Regions from separate parts of the Mus musculus genome. Here region 1 is linked to region 2. The links are chromatin contacts, called in public HiChIP or PLAC-seq maps. All regions are on one chromosome and are shown on one strand. Each heading gives the region's core, a stretch centred on a gene start, on an enhancer-like site or on the middle of the called end of the contact. The rest is flanking DNA. Distances are from core to core; before and after follow the strand shown. Region 1 has its middle 34 kb from the start of Olfr24. Region 2 holds the start of Chordc1 (cysteine and histidine-rich domain (CHORD)-containing, zinc-binding protein 1).

Region 1 (3,259 bases), core at 95-2,594, 430 kb after region 2:
GACAGTCATCACCTACCTGCATTAGGAATAAAAGGCAGAAGTCACTTGGCCACAAGTGCTGCTTGTTTGGCTGGTTTGGATTCTAGCACACAAGTTTTACAAAAATAATGTCCACATATTTTTTACAAAAAGAAAGTGTCTTGCTTGGTTACATTCATTTTGTGTTTCTTTGAGGCATAGTGCAGTTACTGTATTAGAACAGAATACTTCATTTTCTACTCTTAAATCCTTCCTTCTCTTTCCTCTCTTCATTCTTGTGTTACCTCTCCTGTATTTTCTATTCTGTGCTCCTTCATGCCTGGGTACTGAGCCTAGGGACTCATGCCTATTACAGAAGCAGTCTACCTTTTCTGGGAAAGTGAAAATGGTGTAGAGAGGAAGCAGGGCAGGGTTTCCTTAGAGGGCTGCTTCCTTTCTCATGGGAAAAGATGGAAAAGGTCTCCTCAGGAACAAATATCTGGGCTCATTCCTAATGGCCACGAGGATCATGATTCCACACTGAACTGCATCCCCAGGCCCTTGTCATCACCCTTTCTTCCAGTCATGGTATATTTGCCTCTGTGTCTCTTCCTCAATATTTCCCAGTCCCTGGCCTCCCTTACCTTTCCCCCAGTTTTTCCTCTTCTGCCTTTTGTTCTTTCTGCATTTTTTTCTTTGCCCACTTCACATAGAGTTGAATTATGTTTTCTCCTTTCTTGATTTCTTTCCTTCACTGCCTATCTCCAGTTATTTTTAATATTTGTTTCTCTCAAGATCTCACTCTCTCCAAGTTGTTCTTTCACCTGATTTTCTCCTCTCTATCATTCTCTCCCATTCCATCATATCCCCTGTTCTCTCCAGGATCTATTCACTTTCTCTTTTAGTCTCTGTAAATATCTCTCAACACCTCTCTTTCCCTTTTAAAATATTCCCTCTTGTCTTTTCCATCTTTCTGCTCCTTTTCTGCATCTCGTCCCTTTACCTCTCTAGCTAACCACTCTCCCATTTGCATGTTTTCTTTCATATAGATATCTTTGTTCCCCCTTCCCCTCTTTCTTCTCACTGTCTTTATCCTATACTGTGTTATCTTCTCTCCTCTCTTTCTTTCTTTTTCTTCCCTCTCCTCCCCTTTTTCTCTTCTGCACTGCTCTTTCATAACAAGCTTCCCTAGGCCTTGTGTGCTGTGGGAATCATCCTGTCTTGTGTACACCTTCTATTATTTGTCTCTGCTTCCACCGAAACTTGAGCCCTGAGGCACTGGAGGCCTGGACATTATAAAAGACTTCCTGGCAGCCTAGCTCTGACTGAACCCTAGCACAAACTGACACCCACTAATCCCTCCCAGACATGCCTGGTCACAGGGTCTGTTGGGCCTAGTTTATAACTCAGCCAGAAAATCAGCTTTATGTGAACCAAGGCCCTATGGGCCAGTGGTTTCCCGAGTTGGTCTCTGGAATGCCAGGGATATTTTTCATTGAGGACTGGTAGGTATCAGCAGAAGGTGAGGGGAGTCAACCAAAGTAGGCTCAGTTCAGTTTTGCCAGACTCCAGTTCTTCACAAACCTAAACGATATTGCACAGCAATTTGTCAGGCTTTTCCTAACTCAGAGGTTCCCTGACCAGACCCCCAAAGCCCTGTGAGGTTCTTACCCCCTCTCCAGGTCACGAAATTCTTGGAGCATTGAGAATCTACCATGGCTAACCGCCTTTAGAATACTCCTAGATCTTATAGCATAGGGATGGATGCTCCCTCCTAACATCTGGGCTCATTTTCTTCTTTCCCAAAATCCAGGTTCACCAGAGGCAGCAAAATAAGACACTCCACCAGTCATGCTTGTCACTTCAAACTTATACCATTTTTTAAGGGAAGCTCAAAAAGCTCCTTCTTAGTGGGTTTCAGCACAGGAAGCTCAATTATCTGCTCAAATCTGTCCATCGCACTCTGATAATGGCTATACCTCGCCCCAGTTTTGAAACTTTCAATTTTGAGGTTCTGACTGATCTAAACAACTTTCTCAAAGGAAACAGCAGAGGATCTGAGGAACACCCTCTCACCCCCTGTTCCCCAGCTCATTTTAACCTCTCATCCCTGCCATTCAGCTCTAGTTTCCATCCTGGCCTAGAGCCCAAATTTAACACAAAAGAAAACTGGAGATACAATCTACACTGGGTCCTAACGTCTGCCTGCCTGCCTGCCTGTCGGCCTGCTATTTCTGCTAGGTCTCGAGCACTCTCTCCTGATTTATGGGAGCTAGGGTGGTCTTTTTGTTGCTGGGGCTTATTTACTTCCCGCAGCTGTTTGCTTTTGTTTCTATGGTTCAATTTCCTGCTAGGCTTTTCAAGTGGTCTGTCCCCCCCACCCCTCATCTGCAGAAACACACAAACAGGGCATAGAGATGTAGATCACCCAGTGCAGTCCCAGGGACATGGGGATGTCTTTGTGTATAAAAAAAGTCATAGCCTGTTTTACATTACTAAGAAGTTCCCCCACCCCAATCCGGAAAGACTTTATGTACTTAAAAAAAGCTAAAAAAGCATAGCACTTCTAACACAGGCTTCTATTGTTTATGTTATGTTATGTTATGTTATGAGGCCTATGTACTTTAAAACAGCTAAGATGTAAACTACTTCTAATAGAAACTATTATTTATCATATCTCATGGTACAATCAGCTAAATAATTAAGTAATAAAATTGCTTATACTTAAAAATGACAGAAGAAACCCTCTGTCCAAAATTCCTCAGCAATAACTCCAACTTCATAGTTGTAATAGGGCTTCCTCAGCTAACTTCTGTTAGATGTTGTAAACATAAATTTTATAATGATTACGATGCAGAAACTTGACATGCTACACATGTAGCATGTTATAACAGTGGTCCTACAATTTCTGTAATGTTTACCGGGAGGATGGCAAGGCTAATGGTTTTACACTATTTACACAGGAAATAATTTGTAGCATCACACTGTGCATGTAATCTGGGTTCCGCCTTCTCTTGTTAAGGTAATGCTGCATGCCTTCTAAACTAAACAATGGCCATTGTCAGAACTTTGTGTCTGTTTAAACAATTACAACTGAACTGAACGAATTACAGTTAACGTTCTTTCAAATGAGGAGATAGACAAGATCATTAGCACTTCACTGAGTATCCTGGCATTCCTCCCTACTGGTTGTATGTAATTATGACCTAATTATGTAAGACCTCAAGGTTTTCTGAGTGTATAGGCTAAAACTTAAAAATGGCAAGGAAGTCCACCTGTATGTACAACAACAACAACAAAA
Region 2 (3,351 bases), core at 120-2,619:
TTCTGACTCAGGAGAGGCGACACCCCAAATCACTCACCAGAAACTGTCTCGCTGCAAACTGCAAGAGGACTTTTAATTCAAGAGTGCTCACAGTCATACACCATGCAGGGGTAGAAGACCATGGCGCCCTGAGTAGCTGGGTAAAGGGGTATTTAAAGGAAGAAACCACAACTCAAGGAGGTGGGGAGGGCATTGTTGGAAAATACCAAAAATACCAGTTAAGAGTCACAAAGAAGTGCAGTCACAAGAGTCACAAGGAATACCTGGTAATTGTGGGGATTATTTCTCAAGACAGTTTCTAAGAGCCCCTAACAATAGCACATTTGCATAGCGGGTTCCAGCAATGGTCAGGGTGGGTCAGGGTGACTTTCTTTGAATGAACACTCCTTGAACCCAGGAAGCTGGTGGGTGGAGGAATATTGCTGTTTTATGATTAGCATCCCTTGGAGCATTGAGTCATAGAGGTCACATTCTCAAGCCTGGGCCTAAAGGCCTAGAATTTTGCTTTTACGTTATATTTTTTCACATTCATAACAATGACTATAAATGACTTAACAATGGCATAAAATGAAAATTCTATTAGCTTAAATAAATACATTATATTTTTTGTTGTAACACATAAGTTTGATATTTCTAGGCATAAAAAGAGATACAGAAAATGAGAATACTTTTATTATTGGGATTAGGAAGGTTGTGAATAGATCTTCATTAATAAACTTGGGATTATTGGTAAATTACAACTACTTTCCGTCATCAAAACAGTCTGCTATTTCAAAAGCATCATATAGAAAGCATGTGCTGAGGACCATACTGTTTGCAAGTTGCCTATTAATGTAATAATGTGTTTTGCACACTAAAAATGTCACAAGACCTACTGAAAGATTGAATGTAGGTTACGTGATGACTAACGTGAAATTTCAATTTAGAATTGTGATTGACTCTAGGACTGCACTCAAAACATAATTTTGCTCATTCTAAAGTCCTGTCTTTGTAAGACGACTTAACCTCAATTTTTGGTAACTGACGCAGTTCTAGAGGAGCATAAGAGCATAGGTTCTGACGCTGCATAAACCTGGACCGAGGGACCGGGAAAAGGGGCGGACCTCACCCCTCAATTACCCTCTGGCAAGCGACCGCGGCTGCGCAGTGAACTCGGCGTGCCGCGCAACACAAAGCACGCCGGGAGAATGCGGGGTGGAACACAAAGAGATCGCCGCTCGCCGAGTCTTCCGCTTCCTCCCCTGGTGTCTCATCTATAACTGTCCGGATCCACCCGACTGTGCTCACCTGTGGCAGTCCGGTAGGAAATCTGTCCACCGCCCGACGCTGGCCCGTCTTCCGGTCTCTTCTGCGCCTGTGCAACCGGAACGTTCGGGAAAATTCCTGAAGCAGTACCGGCGGCTTCCGGAAGCTAGCTGCGGCCTGAACAGTAGTGCTGGTGATTGCTGCGGTGATTCACTTCTAGTCCCGGGTGGTGTGGATTTCGCCGAGAAGACGGAATGGCGCTCTTGTGTTACAACCGCGGCTGTGGCCAGCGTTTCGACCCAGAGGCCAACTCGGACGGTAAGGAGGACCGTGGCCGGCAGCTTTCTCCAGGCCTCCCTCTCCGGACCCTTGGCCTCCTTCACCTGGCTTCACCTCTTGCGGTCCCCCGGAGCCTCCCAGCTCTCTCACCCTCTCTGGGAGCGCAGGGCCGGGCGCTTCGGTGTCCCCGGCGCCCCTCATTCCTCAGTGGGCATCCCCTGCACTTGCTCAATTCTAGGCTATCCAGACCCGGTTTACACTGTCACCGCCGTGATTCCTGGGCCTAAGAGGTATAAAGAGGTGCACACTATTAGACTTCTTGTTGCGTTTGAGTACTAGTGGAAAGCGTGTTGTCACTTGTCAAATTACTTGCTTTTTAAAAAACCGTGCTGGGCTCCGGAAATGACTGTTACACATCCGTTCCACAATAACGTTTTCGGCATACTTTTACTGGGGCCTGCAGTTTTAAACTACGCTATTCCAGCATAAAATGATCCCCAAGTGCTGTTCCAAAAGCCAGTGTGGTCAAATTTGGAATGCACAATGAAAGCAAGCACCTATGCTGGGTGAAACCAGAGGTGTGAATGAATCTCATTATTGAGTGGAGTATTTATGCAGATAACTGGGCTATTGCAGGAATAAACAACACTTACCTCCGATTCATCTAGTATGTATAGTATGGTCTTTATATCCATTCATATATACTCATTATATAACTGAACCACACTGAAGTATTTCATCACAGACTGGAACACCACGTGTTAATAACACAGTTCAGCTTTGTAAAAGAGGTTAAGACCAGTTCCTTAGATAATGATCTTGGTACACAAGTAAACTGGTAGCTTCTTTCAAAATGAGACTGGGACAGGATTTAAAGGGAAAGATGCAGCGAAGCCAGTGTATGAACACACGTTTAACTGTCATGATATGTACATATTCTACTTCAGTACTGAATACATTGATGCATTGTAGCCTGAGGCAATATTTTTAGGGTACTAAATTCCTGACCAAAGTTCAGGAGAGATACCAGCTTGTTGTTGGAAGTTTATCTGTCTTTGTGTGTGTGAAATGGAACCATAGGCTAGGAAAGCCACGAAAAAATAGACAGTCATCAATTTGGGGCACATACATCAAGGGAACACCAGTCAGCCGACCAAATGGGGAAGTGTTTTAGAAAGTAGGGATGAATGCCAAGTAAATTGGTTGAATGAGTGGCAGTTGATAACACTGGATTTAGGAGAAAGCTTTTTAGAATGGGAATCATTTGACTTTACACATTAAAATTACAAATTAAAAGATTAGTGCAGAATATACCAATATTTCTGGTTTTCAAGGAGTACAGTGATAGATGTTTCACTTGTAAGAAGCTGCCAGTCTATATCCAGTCCTCCTGCTCTTAGTGATATGGTATATGTTCCATGCTTATTGTACTTTAAATTCAATTTTAAATGGTTCCCTCTCTACTGCATATCTTTGTGCATACAGGTTTCCATTCTGAACTTCTATATTCTAACTCATTGTACGTAATTAATAGCCTCTTTTTGTTCCATTGCATTAACTACTATTTTGTATACATAGCAGTTACTAAGACTGTAATATTAACTTAGTAGCAGAGGGTAGACAGATCTCACGGCAACACTAGGAATTGAATAGTAGGGAATTAAATTTGGAAGGTTGAGTGAGTTAAGACATTTACAGAAGAATGAAACCTCCTTTCTCTACCCTCATGCCACTGTTGTCAGGAAATAAGTGTGTCTGTTATCTGGTTGTTTTAAACAAAACACTCCACATGCTGGTGGTAATAAATGTATTTTGTATAAGAACAAA

The links. HiChIP or PLAC-seq counts read pairs in DNA pulled down with a chosen protein or histone mark.
Region 1: an H3K4me3 HiChIP or PLAC-seq map of embryonic stem cells shows a contact between it and region 2, with 9 times the contacts expected there. The contact joins the enhancer-like site here to the promoter of Chordc1 in region 2. A contact is called at or near these places in 5 of 39 promoter capture datasets (the C10 cell line, cranial neural crest, embryonic stem cells and 1 more), 2 of 484 Hi-C or Micro-C datasets (both in embryonic stem cells) and 7 of 115 datasets of contacts at active chromatin or transcription factors (bone marrow-derived macrophages, embryonic stem cells, neural progenitor cells and 1 more).

What each region holds. Positions count from the first base shown.
Region 1 is chr9:18,719,882-18,723,140 of GRCm38.p6, forward strand. No RefSeq gene overlaps it. Among named protein-coding and RNA genes, the nearest start is that of Olfr24, 34 kb to the right of the region's middle. Within about 2 kb of position 1,345, at least 50 of the 459 cell types and tissues checked have an H3K27ac peak or open chromatin away from gene starts, as enhancers often do. A contact at or near this core is called in embryonic stem cells, neural progenitor cells and stem cell-derived neural progenitor cells, where this site is marked.
Region 2 is chr9:18,290,898-18,294,248 of GRCm38.p6, forward strand. It overlaps Chordc1 (cysteine and histidine-rich domain (CHORD)-containing, zinc-binding protein 1), which reads left to right and starts at 1,370. Exons shown (of 11, transcript NM_025844.2): 1 at 1,370-1,563. The coding sequence starts at 1,500. It overlaps Gm51667 (a long non-coding RNA gene), which reads right to left and starts at 2,368. Exons shown (of 4, transcript XR_003948105.1): 1 at 2,178-2,368; 2 at 1,288-1,807.